Linked DNA regions of Mus musculus: region 2 is linked to region 1. The links are chromatin contacts, called in public promoter capture Hi-C maps. All regions are on one chromosome and are shown on one strand. Each heading gives the region's core, a stretch centred on a gene start, on an enhancer-like site or on the middle of the called end of the contact. The rest is flanking DNA. Distances are from core to core; before and after follow the strand shown. Region 1 holds the start of Adora2a (adenosine A2a receptor). Region 2 holds the start of Gstt3 (glutathione S-transferase, theta 3).

Region 1 (3,684 bases), core at 868-3,367:
GACAGGTCCTGGACTTTGCAGAACCTGATGCCTGGGAGCCACATGCTTGCTCCCAAACCAACTCTTGTCCACATTTCCCTCTGTTCACGGCAATCTCTGCTTCCCCTTCCAGGGTTACCCAGCCTAAGAACAGAGGAGACCCCTGACCTGCCCTCTAGCATACCCGTCCCCACCCCAGTCACCACTGCCACCACCTCTTCCCCTGAACCTGCCCCACACCCAACCAAAAACTGTCATTTTTATTCCCTTCTCCCACCCACCCCCATACCCTTGTGTGTTAGCACTACTAAGAACACCATTCCTCTACAGGTGGGAAAATGGTTTTCCAGGACAGTGACCTTCCCTCAGCCACCTAGTTAGTGTGCATCAAGGGGCCAAGATCAAACTCTAGGTTGGGACACCAAAAATCTTTGACCCATTAGCAGGACACTGGAGATCACCCACTGCTTCTTCTGCCTGGCCCACGGTTTGTCTCGTACTACTTGTGTGGGCTGACCTTAGCCTAACTTCAAGCCATGAGCAGGAAGGCTAGCCCAGCCCAGAACAGTCATGGTCAGCCTCTAAGGGAATGCGCACTGGCTAGGGGTTGCTCAAGAGACACTAGAACTTGAGAGAACCTGGGAAGTCCCAGAATGCAAGGGCTGAGCTTTGAGATCTTGATACCATACTCAGGGACCCACCGATCTTTGAGCAGCGACTACAAAACCAAACAGGCAGAGCCTTCCTAACTCCCTGTCCCAGAAAAGCTCTCCATCATCGTCTTAAGGGTCCTGGCACCTAGGACATCCTTGGTTGGTTGTGAGCAACCTCCTGAAAGCCCACGAGGTCTGGGAGTAGAGGAGGAGCTGGGCAGTAGAGGCAGAGATCGGGCAACCAGCACAGAGTCCCAGGTAGAAGGACAGAGAACAGGCTCTCATCTCAGGGAGGCAAAGTGCAGTCTATGGTTGGGTAAGGAGAGGGATTCAAATCCCTCCTGAGCCATTCTGGGGAGAAGGAGTCCTGGCGATTGTCTGGCTGCTGCATCTGTCTCTCTGGTCCACTGTGAATTCCTGCTCCTCCCATTACATGGGCGGGCAAGATTAGTCTAAAGGTTCCAAAGGCAGTGCCCATCCTCTGCCAAACCCTTGAGAGTTGTTACCGTTCCCGCCATTTGCACCCCTGCTTTGGGCACCCCCAGGCACCCACCCTGTTGTCCACTGGACTCTCCGCAGTGCCCTAAGTTCCCGCCACCACAGTCAACAGGATGCTCCCCTCCCCCGGGTTCCAAACTCCCCTGCTCTTGCCGTGCCTTCCCCGAAGCAGCCGGTGCCCGCTTGAACCCCCAACCCGAGAGTCTGACCCGCCTACCTCCGGCCGCGCCTCGACGTCCGCAGCCTAGCTTTGGTAGGGACGCGCCCTAAAGGGACTTGTGTGCTTGCAGGTTCAGTCCCCTCCGCGCGGCGACAAATCGACGGCTGTAGCAGCTCGTGTCGCCGGCGGGTCTAGACGACTGTAAGGCATCCCGCTACCCTGCCTTACTCGAGCCCCTTCCTCCCTAGCTGCCCTTGAGCACTTTCCGGTCGCCGAGGACCGCCCCGATGGCACCACACTTGAGATGTGACCGCGCCGAGGACCCGGGCTGCTACCGCTCCCGAAGTGGCCAGGGCAGGCTCGGACCTCGGCACCCGCGAACTCCCCTCCCGACAGCAGGAAGGAAGAAGGGTCGGAGGGAGCGGCGGGCGCTCCGAGGGGCGGGAGGACCCTGGTTCGCTCAGACCTCCAGGCTCCGCAGCCTCCGACGGCCACAACCGCCAAGATGCCCACCCGAAAACCCCCAGGGTCCCCGGGACCCAGGACCCCCGCTGACCTGCCTCTTGCTCTGGCTCCCACCGTCTCAGCGACCGCTCGGGCTCCAGCTCCGGCCGCGCCGCTCATGGGCGCACCCTGCAGGCGACTTCGAAACCAGCGCTGCTCCCGCCCCGCCCCGCTGCTGGGGGAAACCGAGGCCTCGAGGCGGGAACCAGGGGAAACTGTCTCTGGAAGGGCGAGGTGGTGATGGGTCCGGCAGCAAAGCACCCTTCGCCCCAACGTGGGCGCTTCAGGTCCACGCGTCCTGACCGCCTCCTCCAGCGCCACTCCCACCCCCACCCGAGTGCCCCCACCCATGAAGCCTTGGCGCCCCACCCCTCTCCGGTGGCTCCTCCACAAGGCATTAGGCTGTCTATGCCACTCTGGTCCTCCCAGTTTTGCCCTTTATCGGAGCTAAGCTGCCCTGATGCTGTTATGACCCAAGCTGCTTCACACCCGACCCTAGGCCGGGGCTGGGGGCGGAGGGGGGTTGGTCCTTTACAGTTCTTACATCTCTGATGCCTGTGAACCGTGACTCCTCCCCCACATCTTTACTTCTCTGAACTACTGAGCAAGGAGGGAGTGCATCTGCACCACAGCCTAACTAGGACTCTCAGACTTCTGGGCTGGGAATCTCCTCCTCTCACGACTGGAGGCAGCTGGACCCAAAGTGGAATCTTGTCTTTCTGGAAGGATTTGCAAATCTCAATCTGTTCACAACAGGGCAAGCCCTTCACACAAGGCCACAGCCTTTCTGGAACCTTGTCTTCTAGAACCTTTGCAACCCACAGGCTGTCTGGTTAGAGGAAAGTATGAGGGGAGGCTTGCTGAGAGCCAGGCTAGACCCCCGGGGGGCTGCAGTCAGGATGGGAAGGAATATCTCTTCAGAAGTAGGCACATAGTGAGTGCAGGTGCCAATGTCTGCCTTTGAAATGGTGATTGTCATCTACCAGGACTTGACTTGGACGCCCCCCACCCCATCTCTCAGGCTCATTCTTCCAAAGTCTGACCTTTTATTTCCATTTGATGAGCCCACCCTCGCAGTGTTACAGCATCTGTGGGGTAGAGGGTGTGCCTGTGTCTACAGATCTGGTTAGAGTAGGGACCTTCGTGCAATTTGCTTTAAACCTGAGATCCTCTGGAGGGAGCACAGAAGACTGGAGCACTGCCATCTCAGCTTCAGTTAAGAAGCCTAAAACCATCACCAAGCAGGACCAGTGCCAAGGGCTGCCCTGACACTGGCGTGCGTCGCCATGTGCCTTGCAGGGGTAAGGATGAGACACGATCAAGCTAGGGTCTATTCTCAAACTGGACTCTGCGTGTTTGTTCCTGAGTTCTCTTGGGGGAGCAATACTATCCTGCCCATTCCTGTCAAGACTCGTGTCCTGGGATGACTATCTTAAAAATGCCCCATTGAAGGGGATATGGGGACTCATGAAGTAGAGACCAACTCTTGGCCAGTTCTGGGGATCCCTCCTCTCTCTCAACCATTCCAATTCCAGGGCCCAGCACCTTTCTCCAGGGGGACCCTCCTAGAGCAGTGGTTCTCAACCTGTGAGTCACAATCCCTTTGGCAAACCTGTATCTCCAAAAATACTTATATTATGATTTATACTAGCAGGAAATTACTGTTACAAAGCAGGGAAGAAAGAGAGAGAGGGAGAGAGGGAGAGAGGAAAAGGGAGAGAGGGAGAGGGAGGGAGGGAGAGAGAGAGAGAGAGAGAGAGAGAGAGAGAGAAGAGAATTTTGTGGTTGGGTGTCACTACAACACGAGGAACTCTATTAAATGTTTGCAGCATTAGGAAGTTTGAGAAGCACGGGGCCAGAGGGTGATGCCTGGCCCACGGAGTAAGGCCT
Region 2 (3,684 bases), core at 621-3,120, 460 kb before region 1:
GAAGGGCTTGCCAGGCAGTGGTGGCGCATGTCTTTAGTCCCAGCACTTGGGAGGCAGAGGCAAGCAGATTTCTGAGTTCAAGGCCAGTCTGGTCTACAGAGAAACCCTGTCTCAGGGAGTTACAAAAAAAAAAAAAAAAAAAAAAAAAAAAAAAAGGAATGAAGGGCTCAGTTGTGTTCTGGGATAGTATTCTAGTTGGGGGTGAGGGAGTGGACTGGAAGGCAGCCAGGAAGGAAGCTGAAAGATTGGATGTTGCTGTAGTTGGGAGTGGGGACGGGGAGAGGTAAACAAAGGTGACTTGTGGAGACCCGTTACACACCAAAGGGAAGAGGTGGGGAAATGAAGGGGCCTCTCCCTTCCAGTTTAGAGAGGTCAGCTTCCACTATGGCAAACAGACACTAAACGAGGGGGATAGGTATTCCTTAGAGAGAACGTCTGGTCGGGAGGTAGGAAGTGGGGGGAACACTCTAGAATGAACTGGGGACCTGGGAGGTGAGAGACTCTCAGGACTCAAAAGGGAGAGACTTTGGATGAAGGGCTCTACAGTGGGGAGGGAAGCTTGTAGTCAGGACAGGACATTAAGTGGAGGGATGGGATTCCCATCCCAGTCAAAAGTTCTGACTCAGAATTCTTGCAGTCTGAAGGAACTGCAGGGACAAAAATGGAGAAGAGCCTGAGAGAAAGGGTGTCCAGTGACAGGCCCAACTTGGGATCCAGCTCAAGGAGAGGCCCCAGGGCCTGACATTATTACTGATGCTATGGTGTGCTTACAGACAGGAGCCTAGCATGACTGCCCTCTGAGAGGCCCGACAAGCAGCTGAAAGTCAGATGCAGACACAAGCACCCAACCAATGGACAGAAGCTTCGGCCCCCCTGTGAATTGGGGAAAAGCTGGAAGAAGCTAAGGAGGAGGGGCAGCCCCATGGGAAGACTGGCAGTCTCAACTGACCTGGACCTCTGAGATCTCTCAGACACTGAGCCACCAACCAGGCAGCATACACTAGCTGGTTCGAGGCCCCTGACACATATACAACAGAGGAATGCCTGGTCTGGCCTCAGTGAGAGACTTGAGGCCCCAGGGAGTGAGGAGGTCTGGTGAGGTGGGGGTGGGGTGGGGACATCCTCTTGGAGAGGAGGGGTAGAGGAGACAGGAGATGGGGGTGGTGGTAGTGACCTGGAGGGGGATGAAGACTGAACTGTAAAAAGGAATTAAAGAATTAAAAAAAAAATGTCTGGAACCAGGAAGACAAAGCCATTCTCAAGTTTCCCAATAATCTGTGGTGCCAAGACACTTTTTTTTTTAAAGAATTATTTGTTTATGTCTATGAATACATTGTCACTCTCTTCAGACACACTGGCAGAGGATGTCAGATCCCATTACAGATGGTTCAGGACCTCTGGAGGAGCAGTCAATGCTCTTAACTGCTGAGCCATCTCTCCAGCCCTTGTAGTAGTAGTAGTTGTTGTTGTTGTAGTTGTTGTTGTTGTTGGTGGTGGTGGTGGTTAGTTGGTTTTCCCCCATCATTTGGAGATTTGGGGAAATGATGATGTCATATAGGACTTAGGTGCCCCTGGCTGCCACTGAAGATTCCTTTTCTTTTTTTTCTTTTTCTTTTTCTTTTTTTTTTTTTTTTTTTGCATTAGGCGGAGAAGTTTTATCCAATCCTAGGCATGTCTTCAATCCTCCCTCCTGCTAGAGGGATTAGCTGGGGTGAAATAAATAAGAATAAGGAGGCCTGATCATTTCCCTCACGGGGTGTGGACCTAGCATTTACATACTTGGCCACTCATTACAACCAACCTGAGTCCTGGGCCCAAGGAACTGGATGGGATTGGTAGTCTCACTTCCTTCTTCCTTTCTGTGTCAAGGATCTCCGAAGCCACTCCTCCCTCAACCTTTTTTGTGAGTGGAGGGAAAGAAAGTGAATTTGAGGGCAGTTAGCACGGCTAATCTGCCCCTAAATTCACCAATAGAGACGCCGGTTGTGTCAGTTTTTCCTTTACTGGGTTCCGTTCCTCATTTGGCTGAAGCACGGAGGTACAGGGGCCAGTTTGGCTCCAAACCAAGACTCGGGCTCATAGTTCAGGTTCATCTGTTTCGGGGGTTAACTTGCAGTCCGGCACTGATTGGCCCAAAGTTCTTGTGGTCATCCAATGGGAAGGAAGATTGGGATCGAGCTCCGATCGAGGCTAAGAGGCACTTGAGGAGCTGGGACCCAGCCGTTCCTGCTCGCCGTTGCGGCTGCTCCGGCTTCTGTCCCCAGAGGCAGTTCACCCGAGGCTAGTTCCCGAGGTCTGCCAGCGGCTACTCCCACAGCCTCCGCCATGGGTCTGGAGCTCTACCTGGACCTGATGTCCCAACCCTGCCGTGCTGTCTACATCTTCGCCAAGAAGAACGGCATCCCCTTCCAGCTGCGTACCATAGAGCTGCTTAAAGGTGGGCTCAGTTGGCAGGCTGGGAAGTGTGCAGCCTTCTGTACGGAGCACCTCCCACCTCTGCAGCGGGTGGGTGACTGGCCAGGCCAGGTGTGCAAAAGCCGCTCCCGTGAGAAAGCAGTTGTATCAGTTATCAGCTGTGAATTTTTAAAGGACCTTTTCCTAGTGAATAACATCAGTCCCAATACCGGATGCAAAGGCGCCCTGGAAGCTACGGCGAGAGGAGGGGAGCTGGGCTTGAAAATCTCACCTTTGGAGATTTAAGAATGGTGATCCTTCTTAAAGACTTTGGAGAGAAAAAAAAAAGTTGAACTAACTCCTTTCCTAAATGAGGGAACCTCGTCTTGCATTTCTGCATGCTGGGCTAGAAAAGGGTTGTTTTGCTTGGGTGGGTGATCTTTCACTCAAGACTCTTGTGTGTTTCCTGTCCACCAGAGCAAGTCCCCTCCAGTGTCCAGGCTTGCGTGCCATTAGTTGTGTGTGTGTGTGTGTGTGTGTGTGTGTGTGTGTGTGTGTGTGTATTTTACTGGGGACCGAACCAGGATATCTATTATATATGCCACCACCGAGCCATGCTCCCAAAGCTCTTTCTACTTGTCATTTTGAGAAAGAGTCGCAGTAAGAACAACAGCATCCTCTTACAACTTCATACCATGCAGGTGCTTAAAGGTGGGCTTTGCTGGCTGGCCCGGAAGTCTGCAGCCTGCTGAACTTATGCAGCCGTTGGCAGTCAGGCGAGGGGTGCAAGTGAGTCCCGGTGTTGCGCTCTCAGTTAGCCCAGTGAAACATTGAACTGGTTGAGTTTCCCAAGAAGCTGAATTACAGGCTTGCCAGACCCGCTTCACCCCCCCTCTCCTCCCCTCCTCCCCCAGATCACACACAAACACACCTGCTTCTAGATGTTAACTCTATAAAAGTTGCCAATCAGCTTGAGGGTTGAGTGAAAGGACAGTGGGAGGGGCCACTCTGCCTTGAGTTGGAAAATCACTGCTCTGATTAGCCTTGGGGGGGACGGGGGGAGTGGGGCAGAAACCCAGCTACTGAAGCAGGTTTCAGTAGAGGCAGAGTTACAACTGGACCGGAGCTTGGAGAGTCGGTGGGGGAGGGGCAAGCAGAGACTCCAGAACTTCTTATTTAGCTGAGTCCTATTTAGCTCCAGTACCTCTTCAGTACATCCAGATTGAGTCGCAAGACGGGGGCTGCACATGGACAGTTTGTGAAAGGAGAATGGGCAAAAGCAATGGAGTC

Evidence for each region. Promoter capture Hi-C pulls out the DNA fragments that hold promoters and counts their contacts.
Region 2: a promoter capture Hi-C map of second pharyngeal arch cranial neural crest shows a contact between it and region 1. The contact joins the promoter of Gstt3 here to the promoter of Adora2a in region 1. A contact is called at or near these places in 3 of 39 promoter capture datasets (cranial neural crest, neutrophils and second pharyngeal arch cranial neural crest) and 3 of 115 datasets of contacts at active chromatin or transcription factors (bone marrow-derived macrophages, memory CD8 T cells and pancreatic cancer cells).

The regions. Positions count from the first base shown.
Region 1 is chr10:75,315,310-75,318,993 of GRCm38.p6, reverse strand. Adora2a (adenosine A2a receptor) reads right to left here and starts at 2,117. Exons shown (of 3, transcript NM_009630.3): 1 at 1,847-2,117.
Region 2 is chr10:75,779,600-75,783,283 of GRCm38.p6, reverse strand. It overlaps Gstt3 (glutathione S-transferase, theta 3), which reads left to right and starts at 1,870. Exons shown (of 5, transcript NM_133994.3): 1 at 1,870-2,437. The coding sequence starts at 2,326.